Regions from separate parts of the Mus musculus genome. Here all the other regions are linked to region 4. A link is a contact called in public promoter capture Hi-C data. All regions are on one chromosome and are shown on one strand. The core of a region is the stretch at or near the end of the contact, and the rest is flanking DNA. Distances in the headings are between cores, read along the strand shown. Region 1 holds the start of Ssr4 (signal sequence receptor, delta). Region 2 holds the start of Pdzd4 (PDZ domain containing 4). Region 3 holds the start of Mpp1 (membrane protein, palmitoylated). Region 4 holds the start of Ubl4a (ubiquitin-like 4A).

Region 1 (2,700 bases), core at 16-2,515, 580 kb before region 4:
AAACCCCATGGCATTCTGGAAGGTCAGAGTCAGCAAATGCTTTGAGAACATAAAGTCCTCTCTCCTCACTGGAACCCAGAGAGAAAAGAGAGCTGGCCTAATGCCATATTCTAGGTCAGTGGAAGAGCAAGGCCTAGAGGTCATAGCTCTTATTCCCCAGAGCTAGTTGTTGGTTTTCTGGTGCTAAGCAGTGCTACCCAGGAGCTAAACCAGCTAACCAAGACTCCAAAGAAAGAACCAGGAAAGCAAAGCCCTAGAAGCTTCCAGTCTTAGAACCCTGGTTCACTCTCATTACAGGGGTTTGGGCTTGTTTGTTGGCCTTTTGGTTAGAATCAAGTATCTAGGTGCTTGGTAGGCGGAAGATCTGGAGGGATCAAGGATTATGGATAGCCAGATGGCGGCGGTGCATGCCTTTAATTAATCCCAGCACTTGGGAGACAGAGGCAGGAGGATTTCTGAATTCAAGGCCAGCCTGGTCTACAGTGTGAGTTCCAGGCTACAGAGAGAAACCGCGTGTTCGACGAGACAGAGAGAAACCGGGAGAGGGAACGCGGGGACACAGCGAGAGACACACAGCGAGAGAGATACTGATAAAGTCTGATTTTCCACCTCCACTAGGGCAAAGCAGTCTAAGAGAGGGAAAACCAAGGAGGAACTGAGTCCAGAAACAGGCTTAGATGGTACATGCAAGGTGGGCCAGGACACGTGGCCTCTTCAAAAGGGCTTCCACAAGGACACTACGGAGGGGACACCTAGCTACTGCGGTCTACCTTCCCAACCCTTCCGGAGGAAGGCACAGAGGAGCCAGATCAGAGTCAATTTCGGCCAACCGCCTCACGGACAGCAGAAGCAACCAGTGAACCCCAGAGTGCAGCCCTCTCCCCGCCCCTCCTATGGCTCGCACAGCCAATCGAATTCCGTGTTTGCTCAAAGAGCCGTTACCCGACTCCGGGTCTCAATTGGGTGTTAAGTCCCTCTGTAAGCCTGCAAATGTCCCACCGCCCATTCACCACTCACCTCCCAAGGACGGCAGAGGAGAGTTGGCTTGAGCATTGCCTTTGCAGCACCGCCAGCAGCTATCGCCACCTTCAGCGCCATGACGAAAAGTGAGGACCTCTACAGGTCAAAACATTAAGCACCGTTCTCGCGACAGTTGGGGACAGCGAGAAATCCGGGGTATGGGTTGAGAAAACGCTAGCATTACGCACGCGCACAGTCACACCGGTTCTTACGCCCCCTTCCGGTGCCTAGAGCACTGTTCCGCCATCTTGGGGAGGGGAAGGCTGAGAAGGAGGGAAGTGCGACCGGTTGGGACCCTGGCTAGGGAAGCGGACACGTCAGTGCCGCCAGCGACGTCACCATGCCCGACCCAGCCCGCCGACGCACGATTGGGTGCTGAGGCCGCTTACGCGTCGCGCTTCCTCGTCTGCTCCGCATGTCCAGGGTGGCTTGCTCTCTTTTCCCCTCGGAAGAGAAGAGGCGATGGCGGCGATGGCATCTTTCGGCGCCCTGGCACTACTCCTGCTGTCTGGCCTATCTTGCTGCTCAGGTAGCGGCCTGGCCGGAGCTTGTTTCGGGGCGCGCCCCTGCTGTTGGCAGGTGGTGCTGGGGGGAGGAAGGGTGTGCGCGAGGTGGGGATCTGGCCCTTCCCGGGGCTCGTCGCTACTGACGGGATCTTCCCCCGATGGGTGTTGTGTCGTGGCGACCAAAGCACCACACACACGTTTACCCGACAGCCAGGTTGCTTCCTTGTCTGCTTTTGGGAGAACCCCCAAAGCAGTACCATGCTCCGACCACCAGCTCCAGCAGGGAAGGTGATATGTATGTCCCTGGTTCCTGTGTCAAAAGGTAGTCGCACAAGAGCAGTGCTGGCAGCTACGAACCAATGCTGCATAGGCCAGGCTTCCCCAAGAGAAACCTAAGAGAGGGAGGCAGATCAGAGTAAGGGCACTAGGCGAGTTAGATAGGGAACCGATGAAGTGAGCAAGGGCTTTTAGTGCCCAGAGCCTCGACTTTTTGTGACGCCTTGGTATATCCCACCCCAAAGTTCATAGCAAAATTGAACCGTGCACAGACCCGTTGATATTTGTGAGACATCTGTAACGTGGTAGTGGGGCTGAGCTCAATCTGGAGTGCCGGCATGTGTTTTGAAAGATGTTAGCACCTCAGACCTGAGAGCCTGAACTAAGGACGATTTGGTTTCTGTACATACAGGTAGCCTCTGGCCATCCCTTCTACCCACCCCTCAGAGAATCCTTCAGTCTGTTGCTAGCAGTGTCTTAAAAAGACAAACCTGGCTGTAACATCTATTAGGGGTTCCATAGTGTCTACAGGGAAAGGCCCAGCTGAGCAGGTCACAGAAGGGTTGGTGGAATATGGCCTTGAGAGCCATTCCCAGGCATTTTCCTCCTGCCATTTATGCCGGTACAAGGTCTTCTCTAGCTTAATCGGTCATTCTTTCAAGACATCACATTTGGAGAAGAGTTGGATGAAAACTTTTCCTCAGGGGTGTTTAGTTTACAGGGGCAGGTTTGGTGTTTGGGCCCAGAATTTACTTCTCTCAGGAAACACTAGAACCAGTCTTGACATTCTGTCACCTGGATGGGTCTAGAGACCCTTATCTTGAAAGTCCCTGTGTGTTAACAACACCCCATTTAGTGTCTGCAGAATGCTTTCAGTAGGCTATTGAAGAAGCTCTGA
Region 2 (2,700 bases), core at 120-2,619, 540 kb before region 4:
TCGCTCTCAACACCCTCCTTGTCCTCAAGGCCCAACAGGCCAAAGCGGATGCCAACAGGCAGAGCACGTGCTGGGCACCACCGATCGATCCCCGCGTCACCCACTCACCCAAAATGCCTGAGGCCCTGAAATCGACAGTCGTGACTTAGTCTAGAGAGTGGATGGGAAAATGGGTACTCAAACCCAGCTCCATTGACGACGTTTTAAATCTGGCCTGCCAGGCCCGGGATTCGGCCTCTGTCCCGCAGGCACTTCACTGCTTCTTTGGGTCAGGCTCCAACCCTGGGACCATGTGCCGGGAATCCAGACCGTTGCTATGCAACCTCCATCCCGCGCGGGCCACTGAGCGCCTCACTGTCCCGGGACAGAATCTTAACTTCCCACCTGGGCTGATCTGGACACATGGTTAGTGGTCGTTACGCACTCGGAGTGCCAGGTGATGTGCCTTGAACACCTACATATCTTCTTCACCCAGTTCCTTCCATCCCTGGATGGTTCCCACAGGGCGCCAGCACCCAGCAACCCATAATCTGAGGGCGAGATCAGCTCCCTACCTTTTTCTCTCGAGCCCTCTCGCCCTCCCACACCTGCCTTTCTTGACTCTACCTGGCCCTCCCCCTCGGGGTTTACAGTTTTCCTAGGTCCGGCTGCGACCCTCTCCCCAGCAGCCCAGGCGCCCTACCTGAAGCATCACTTTGTACTGCTCCTCCGGTTTCTGGACCACACACATATTACATCCCATGATGCTGGCCGGCGAGGGAAAGAGGAGAGCGGGAAGAGGAAGGTATCTTTCACTGGCCAGTGCGTGGGACCACGGGTCCCGGGCCTGGGCCCGGGGCCATACCTTACCCCGGGGGGCCGAGCCGCCTAGCGGGGGAGGGGGGCACGCCCCCAAGAGGAAGGCAGCTCCAAGCCTCTCGACTTAACTCTTTGCTGGCCGAGGCCAGACACAGGCATGCTCCTTCGCACCCAGCCAGGGGAAAAAAAGGGCGGCGGGGGATGGGCGGGCGCGCCGGGCGTTGCCTGGCTACGGCCCCCCCACCCCAGGAGGCGCGGGAGCGCGCCTGCCCGCCGGGGCCGTCAGGGGCTGTCAGGGGCCGTGGGCCACACGGCTCCCCGCCCGCGGGGCCGGCCGCTGCCGCTGCCTTTGCCGCTGTCGTCTCCAGCTCCCGCCCATGGCCATCAGCCCCGGGAGTCCAGCCTCTGGGCTTGGCGACGTGGCCCGGCCCGCCGACGGAGAGGCGGCCAGGCCCACGCCAGCTGTAGCCTCGCAGGGTCCCGCTTCTCTAGCTCACGGCGCTCTCTCAGAGCCTGGCCCACAGCCGGTCGCTTGTCTCCAGCTCCTGCCTGGAACACCGGAACGCGCGCGCGCGCGCCCGCAGCAACAGCGGGGGAGGTGTGCGGAGAAGGGGCGCACGCGCGTGGGAGAAGCAGAGGCTGGGTGCGGGCGGGAGCGGCAGGGGGCCTCAGGAGTCGGCGCAGGGAGCTGAGGGCGGGGCCTGAGTCCCTGAGACCAGATAATGCCAATGTCCGAGGGCGAGGTGTCTAGTGGACCTGTCTGCTAGGTGTGTCCCTGAGAAAAGAGGATCCTGTCTGAAGAAGAAGCTTCCCTGGACTCCTGAAGAGAGTTCAGGGCCTTGGTCTCAAGGAGAGGCTATTTCACCCCTTTCCCAGGTTCTAAATGTATCAGCCCCAATGTCTGTACTCCTTCCTCTGTCTCTCTTTAAAGACTGGTTCCCTGCTTTAACTGAGCCATTCCCTTGCTATCTCTGAAACGGATACCTTTGTTTAGAAGAAAAACGTGGGGGTGCTGTAGGTGGCAAGAGAACTACAGAGAAGCCTCATTCTTTGGGGCCTTTATGGGCACCCCCCTTGCTTGCACTGAAACCGCTGTCTGTTTCTCAGTTCCAGCCTTCCCTCCTCACACTTCTCCTTTAGCCTCTTCCCTCCCACAGGCTGCCCCTCTTCTTGATAAACCAGAGGAAAAGATGGCCTTTGGCTAGATAACAATGACCGATTGAAAGCTAGGTTCCCAGAGGCTGCCTGAGAGAGCTGCTTAGCCCTCTTACCTGCAGAAGATCCTTTGATAAAATTGTCTGGTCTTTATCTCCAGGCTCTGGCGAGTGAGGGGATTTATAACAGCATAGAAATGTTTAATTAACAGTATTGGGGGAGGCTGCTTCAATACTTTTCCTTTCCACCCCCACTTTGGTTCAAAAGACAGAAATAGGAATAACCTGAAATCCAGAAAGGAAGTATGAGTGCTTATAAACTGTCTTTCCCAGAAAGCAAAACTTGAGCCTTTCAGGAGATGACCAGTAGATCTTCCTGAGGAATACCCTTTTTGAGAGCTCAGTACAAATGTCTGTGGATGGGAGGCACTGTGTTTAGATCAGCCCCGGGGAGAGGAGATGGACCCTAGTCCTTCCACCATGGTTACTGCCACAACAGCCCCCTCTGCCCTGTAATTTGAGCTTCCTCATGCCTACAGCATAAGATCTAGATCACCTTACTTCAAGAGCAGTCTCTTAGAAATATCCTCTCCAAATCTTTTTACCTTCTAATTGTATGTATTTCACCAAGGTCCTGACCAGTCATCAAAAACATTTTCCCCCAGCCTAGCCCACAGAACTTAGCACAAGTCTTTCTTCCTTCCTTCCTTCCTTCCTTCCTTCCTTCCTTCCTTCCTTCCTTTCTTCC
Region 3 (2,700 bases), core at 156-2,655, 760 kb after region 4:
CCAGCAAGAGAGATAAAATTTGCTGACATTTAATTGGTGCACAGTTTCTTCCCCTAAGCAGTGAGTTGCTCTGTCAGTGTTACTAAAAGAGGACTTTGGGTGTGGAGCATAGAAAGGCAAGATTAAATAACCATACTTCCAAAACTAGCTTGGGGAGGGGAAATGACACCAGAGATAGGGAAAAGGAAACAGAGCTCCAGAATTGAGGAACCAGAATACAACTGTCATAATATGGATTTTTTTCTCGTATTAATTCTTCACTTTTTCTTTTTTTCCCTTTATCAAAAAAAAAAAAGTGATCAAAACACATAATAGCTACCATTCCTGTAAAGGTTTTTGGATTTATTTCCTCAGTTTCATCTAGTATCATCTTTGAACATTTTGTGTAAGTAATGTATGTTGTTTAATAGCTGTACCTTCCTATCACAAAGCCATCTTCGCTGTATCACAAGCAGCATCATAAATCTCCCAGGAGAAGGGACTGGGGAGCAGAGGGAGCAGGGTCCGTAGGTGAATGGGGAGGGGGAGACATGTTACATAGAATCTAATCACAACCACCTCTGGAGGCCTGACATATTAGATTAATAACTATTTACTGTCTAACACTGGAATATGAATGCTACCTTAGTTTACAGCATAGCACAAGGAGACCCCCTGAAATGAAATGCAGAGGGAAATGTGTGAGCTTTTTAGAGCACGAAGTTGGTTTTCACAACCATGTCTGTGAAACAACACAAACGCTCAATAACAGCCAGGCAGATCTACTATTGGATGTGTTCCTTAAAGTCTTATTTTCCTTCTTCAAGTCTGTTAGTAGACTTCCATCCATGAGCAAGTTTTCTTTGACCTTAAGTATTCATTTAGTCCTGGCCTGCCTCTCGGGATTTTCACCTAGGAGGGCTGCTCCAGGCAACTATCCACCACACCCAGATCTCAGCAGGAATCGGGCCCAGTGCTAAGGCCTCCACCCTGGGGGCAAGACACCCAAGATCTGGCCATCCGGGGACAGAGCGCTTGGGAACAAGGCCATGGATAGGAAAAATCCAGCAGCAGATGGAAAGGCCTGGATCCTAGACCCAACCCGAACCCAGAGGACCCCAGGGGTCCCGCTAACCTCAGGTCGGTTACGCTTCTGTAGTAAGTGCTCCAGGTAGAGGTCCGAAAGTGCGGTGCGCATGCTGTTCCCTCCCTCGCCTTCGCTCGACTTGAGCGTCATCTCTCAGGAGCAGAGACAACCAGACGCAGTAGCCGCAGAGCTTTGAGCCCAGGAATCGCAAATCGGGGAACTGCGGCCTGTTCAGAGACGAGCTAGACTAAGGCGGCGGAGGAGGCAGGGATCAAGAGCTGCGCTGAGAGCCAGGAGGGCCAAGCAGAGCAGTACCCACGCTCCGCCTACTCTCCACCCTGGCCCGCCCCTAAGCCCACCCACGCCTTGGCCTTCCTTGTGCTTAGCGATTGGAGAAGGCGCAGTTTAGCGTTGCTTGAAAGCTCCGCTCTAACCACGCCTCTGCGGGCCCTGTCGAGATGCGCAGCCAGCATCCCTGAAAAGATAAAATTCCGAGACAGGAGCTTCCATTCTCTCTCTTACTCGCACGACCTGTGAACTACCGAAGCGGATCCCAAAATGTCCAACTACTGCAACTGCAGCTCTTTTACCAACCACGAGTTGCAACTAGCTGAGTGAACTTTACATCCAGATTGCTCCTGACATCAGGAATCAACCAGCTACCCTGAAGAATGTAGGGGCTCTTAAATTGGTCCCAAGGCCAATGCACCTTTCCAGGTTTAGACTTGTAAAAGTGTGCTGCTGGTACCATCATTTACATTGGTATATGCTATTCAGCGAGGAAAGATGGGACTGCCCTCAAGAGCAAACTGGTTTTATTTACCTTAGGCCAGATCTCCTGTTGTTAATGCCACACAATTTCTAGGAATCAACAGAAGCAAATGGAACAAATAATCTTCAAGAATTGGAGTAAACGCCCTAAACTTCCAAATGGTCTGGAGACTAATGAAAGACTTTCTAAACAAAATGAATGTTTACTGGGTTTAAAGGCTCCTTGGGAATCCTGTCCTAAAATTCAGAGCTTGTATGATTGATAGCTTACACTCTCCCCCGTCCCTAGAAGAATTACTTTTAGGTGGAGAGAGAGGAGAAGAAAAGAGAAGAGAAGAGAAAAGGGGAGGAGAGAAGGGCAAAGGAGGAGATCTTGGTACAGAGGAAGAGAATACACTGAGCAATGTTACAGAATAATCAACTATGTAACACCTCTGTGCCCATATACAAAGGTACTCAATAATAAAAACAGCTAGGTGAGTAAATAAGGCCTTTCATTAACTGACAGTGGAACTGGAAAGGATGAAATTGGAACCTTGGTTTATGTGATACACAATGAAGATGAACCTCAGTTGGCGGACTGCTTAGCTAGCATGCAAAATCCCTGGGTTCAACTCTCAGTAATGCACACACTATTCATGATAGTGCGTGCCTATAATCTTAGCATTTTGGAGGTGGAGTTAATAGGATCAGAAGTTCAAAGTCATTCTCAGTCACTCAGTAAGTTTGAGGGCAACCTAGAATACATAAGACCTTGTCTCAAAACAAAACTAATAATAAGTAAATAAGAAAAAGAACTTTAAAAAATCAGAATATTTTATTCCACTTAAATATATGGATGTTGGAGAGTATATATTTTTAAG
Region 4 (2,700 bases), core at 132-2,631:
TGGGAATACTAAGACCCATCTCTGAAAACAGCACACTCTTTCTCCTACAGAGGCACTTCTATAGGCTGGCTAGACTTGGACCCTGTCTGTCCCAAGCCATTGCTAGGTGTCTCTACAGTGCAGCCTCAACTTTGCTGTGGGAGGCAGAAGAGAACTCAGGCCATGTACTTTGAGTACCTAGCACCTAGCAAGAGCTGGATACATACCAGCTATTATTATCACTATGAGCCAAACTGCGACATGAGAACACATTTAATGCAACATGCAGCTGTGGCCTGACCTGGGATTTCTCCCCACAATCCCAGAATGCTATTTGCAGAACCCTTTTTCCATAGCCTCAGTCACTTCAGGGTGTAGAAAGCGGCTGGCCAAACGTTCGATGTCATCCAGTGTTAGGCGGCTCAAGGACCTGTCATAATCCTGAGGAGAGAAGACCGAGTGTATTCAGAGAGGCCAGTGGGGAAGGCGTATGCTGCATTAGGTAGGGGACGGGTAGAAACATTAAGAATGGAGGGCCAGCATTACTCTTCTCACCCTCTGTAGTTGTTCCAGGACCCTGCTGGCATCTGCTACACTGAAGTGACGGGCCAGGACTTTGGAGATCAGCTGCCAGATGGGGGTGGCTGGGGAGTCGACCAGTCTGTGGGCAGACCCTTCTTCCAGTAGCACCTTCTCCAAAGGCTTAACAACTAGGTTGAGCTTAGAATTGGGCCCAATGTTGTAATCTGACAGTCGTTTTTCATCTGCCAAAGAGAGATTGGTGTGGTTCCTTCCTCACTGATGTGGAGGTGGCTGGGAAGCAATCCTGCCACAGACAGCCAGAGTGAAGCACTGCAGCATCTGGCTATGGGGTGGTGGGGTGGTGATGGCTCAGCTACTTTTCTGAGGTCCAGTGGCAGCCAGTGCCCCGATCCACTACACTGGCCTGTACATCCCGTCCCCCAGCTTTCTGTAAAGCTCCCTGGATGGCTCCTTTCCCTGATTACCTGCTAGGGCCTTGCCCTTGAACAGCAGACGTTGCTGGCGCACAGGGACATTCAGCTTATCCGAGACCAGGTGCTTCAGTGTAGACACTAGCTCGTCCTCCGCCACCTGATCCGGCCGAGGTGGAGAGGCAAGGGCTCAGCCCGAATTCCCTGGGCGGTGAAGCCCTCGCACCCCCTCCTGAGGTCAGCTCTCCCGGCCTCCCCCACCCGCCCTCGGCCCCCAGCGGCAGGAGTGAGTGCAGCAGCCTGCGGGGTGACTTTACCTGTAGGCTACATTCCCGGCCCTGGAGCGCCTTCACGGTCAGCTGCATGGTGTCCACGGCCCAGTCCACTACGGCCAACGCAAACACCAACGGTCCCCTGCCGCGCGCCGCCGCCCCGGAACCGCCCGCCGCCGCCGGAAGCCGTGAAAGGGGCGCGCCCGCCTCGTGGCTCCCGCCTGCGCATTCTTCAGTCCCGCCTCCCGGCCTTCGCTTCTGCCCCGGCCGTGCCTTGGGTAGAGTCCACCACCTGGGCTTAATGGCGCGGGGACGTGGGGATGCCCCGCCCACTGGGATCCAAGTGAGGTACCTGTGGGGCCAGGCTTGCTTAGTCTGGGAGCTGTGGCTTGAAAGGAAGGACCAGAATGTCAGCCTCACTCCAGGCCCGGCCTGTGCTAATTCCCACCCTGCTGGTGGACCAAGTCAATGCAAACACGTGGTGGTGTCTCTCAGATACAGAAATGGTCCAGTCCTGCCTGTCATAGCTTAATGGCTTTCTACTTCCTTTCTAGTCTGGCTGCAAAAATATCCTGACTGAAGCTCGGAAGTAGTGCTCTCTTCACTCCTTATAGTGCAGAGGTCTGCCCTGTTAGGTAGGGCTGTTAGAGCAAAGCCTTTGTAGATCTGAGGATACAGCTCAAAGGTACATGTCTACCATGTGCAAAACAGAGTGAGGAGGAGAAAGTGGGTTCTGTGCAGGGTCACCAAGCTGGTTCACTGTTCTGGCCCATATCCGCCCAGACACACTCTTCTTACCCCAATCCACAGGCTCCAAGGGACAGACTGGAAGGGACCCGAGCTTGCTTTTGTTTTTTTGGTTTTTTTTTATTGAAATATATTTCTGGGCAATACCCAACTATCTAACTCAGCATGGCCTCTTTGGCACTGAAAGCTGGGGCGAAAAGGAGTAAAAAAATAAGCCTGGATTTGTCTTGAGTGCATAGTGCATGAGAACTAAAGGCCTTTGGTACGGTACACAAGAACTGTGGGAAGAGAGGAGTATGGGGGCTGGAAGTTATAAAACTTGATCCAGAGGGCTCAGGGAACAGGAAACAAGATGCTATAGATGAACTGGCCAATAACCAAAGCCAACATCTCGGAGGTACCACTCAGTGCCACAATGAAAGGGGCCTGAGAGGCATAGTCTGCTTGAAGGCGGCGCAGAGACAGCTGTAGCATGGCTAAGGCTAGCAGGCTGTTTTGCACCCCTACCTCAATGCTGACTGTTCGTCGCTGAGCCACTGGCAGCTTCAGGCAGATGGCCAGGCTGTAGCCCACCAAGAGGCCAACAAGAGGCACTGTGAAACCCACCAGTACAATGGGTAACCTGACTCCCACTAGGATGAAGACCCCCATGTGGTAGGCCAGGAACAGGCCACCCAGGAGAAGTATAAAGCTGAAGGGCTTGATGACCTGTAACAGTAGTTCAGAGAACTTGGGGAGCTTAGATTTGA

What was found. Promoter capture Hi-C pulls out the DNA fragments that hold promoters and counts their contacts.
Region 1: a promoter capture Hi-C map of erythroid cells shows a contact between it and region 4, with 2.2 times the contacts expected there. The contact joins the promoter of Ssr4 here to the promoter of Ubl4a in region 4. A contact is called at or near these places in 7 of 39 promoter capture datasets (the C10 cell line, the HPC-7 cell line, cranial neural crest and 4 more), 2 of 484 Hi-C or Micro-C datasets (B cells and CD4 T cells), 4 of 115 datasets of contacts at active chromatin or transcription factors (astrocytes, effector CD8 T cells, large pre-B cells and 1 more) and 2 of 9 other capture datasets (adipose tissue and liver).
Region 2: a promoter capture Hi-C map of hippocampal neurons shows a contact between it and region 4, with 3 times the contacts expected there. The contact joins the promoter of Pdzd4 here to the promoter of Ubl4a in region 4.
Region 3: a promoter capture Hi-C map of neural stem cells shows a contact between it and region 4. The contact joins the promoter of Mpp1 here to the promoter of Ubl4a in region 4. A contact is called at or near these places in 4 of 39 promoter capture datasets (cranial neural crest, erythroid cells, neural stem cells and 1 more).

The regions. Positions count from the first base shown.
Region 1 is chrX:73,785,758-73,788,457 of GRCm38.p6, forward strand. It overlaps Ssr4 (signal sequence receptor, delta), which reads left to right and starts at 1,266. Exons shown (of 6, transcript NM_001166480.2): 1 at 1,266-1,549. The coding sequence starts at 1,483. It overlaps Idh3g (isocitrate dehydrogenase 3 (NAD+), gamma), which reads right to left and starts at 1,140. Exons shown (of 13, transcript NM_008323.1): 1 at 1,018-1,140. The coding sequence starts at 1,098.
Region 2 is chrX:73,823,600-73,826,299 of GRCm38.p6, forward strand. It overlaps Pdzd4 (PDZ domain containing 4), which reads right to left and starts at 1,370. Exons shown (of 8, transcript NM_001029868.2): 1 at 683-1,370. The coding sequence starts at 742.
Region 3 is chrX:75,129,611-75,132,310 of GRCm38.p6, forward strand. It overlaps Mpp1 (membrane protein, palmitoylated), which reads right to left and starts at 1,406. Exons shown (of 12, transcript NM_008621.3): 1 at 1,115-1,406. The coding sequence starts at 1,216.
Region 4 is chrX:74,367,167-74,369,866 of GRCm38.p6, forward strand. It overlaps Ubl4a (ubiquitin-like 4A), which reads right to left and starts at 1,382. Exons shown (of 4, transcript NM_145405.2): 1 at 1,250-1,382; 2 at 987-1,092; 3 at 535-743; 4 at 1-420. The coding sequence starts at 1,297. The coding sequence ends at 310. Gm44504 (predicted readthrough transcript (NMD candidate), 44504) reads right to left here. Exons shown (of 6, transcript NR_103489.1): 4 at 1,250-1,592; 5 at 987-1,092; 6 at 281-420. Slc10a3 (solute carrier family 10 (sodium/bile acid cotransporter family), member 3) reads right to left here. Exons shown (of 3, transcript NM_145406.2): 3 at 2,051-2,700. The coding sequence ends at 2,285.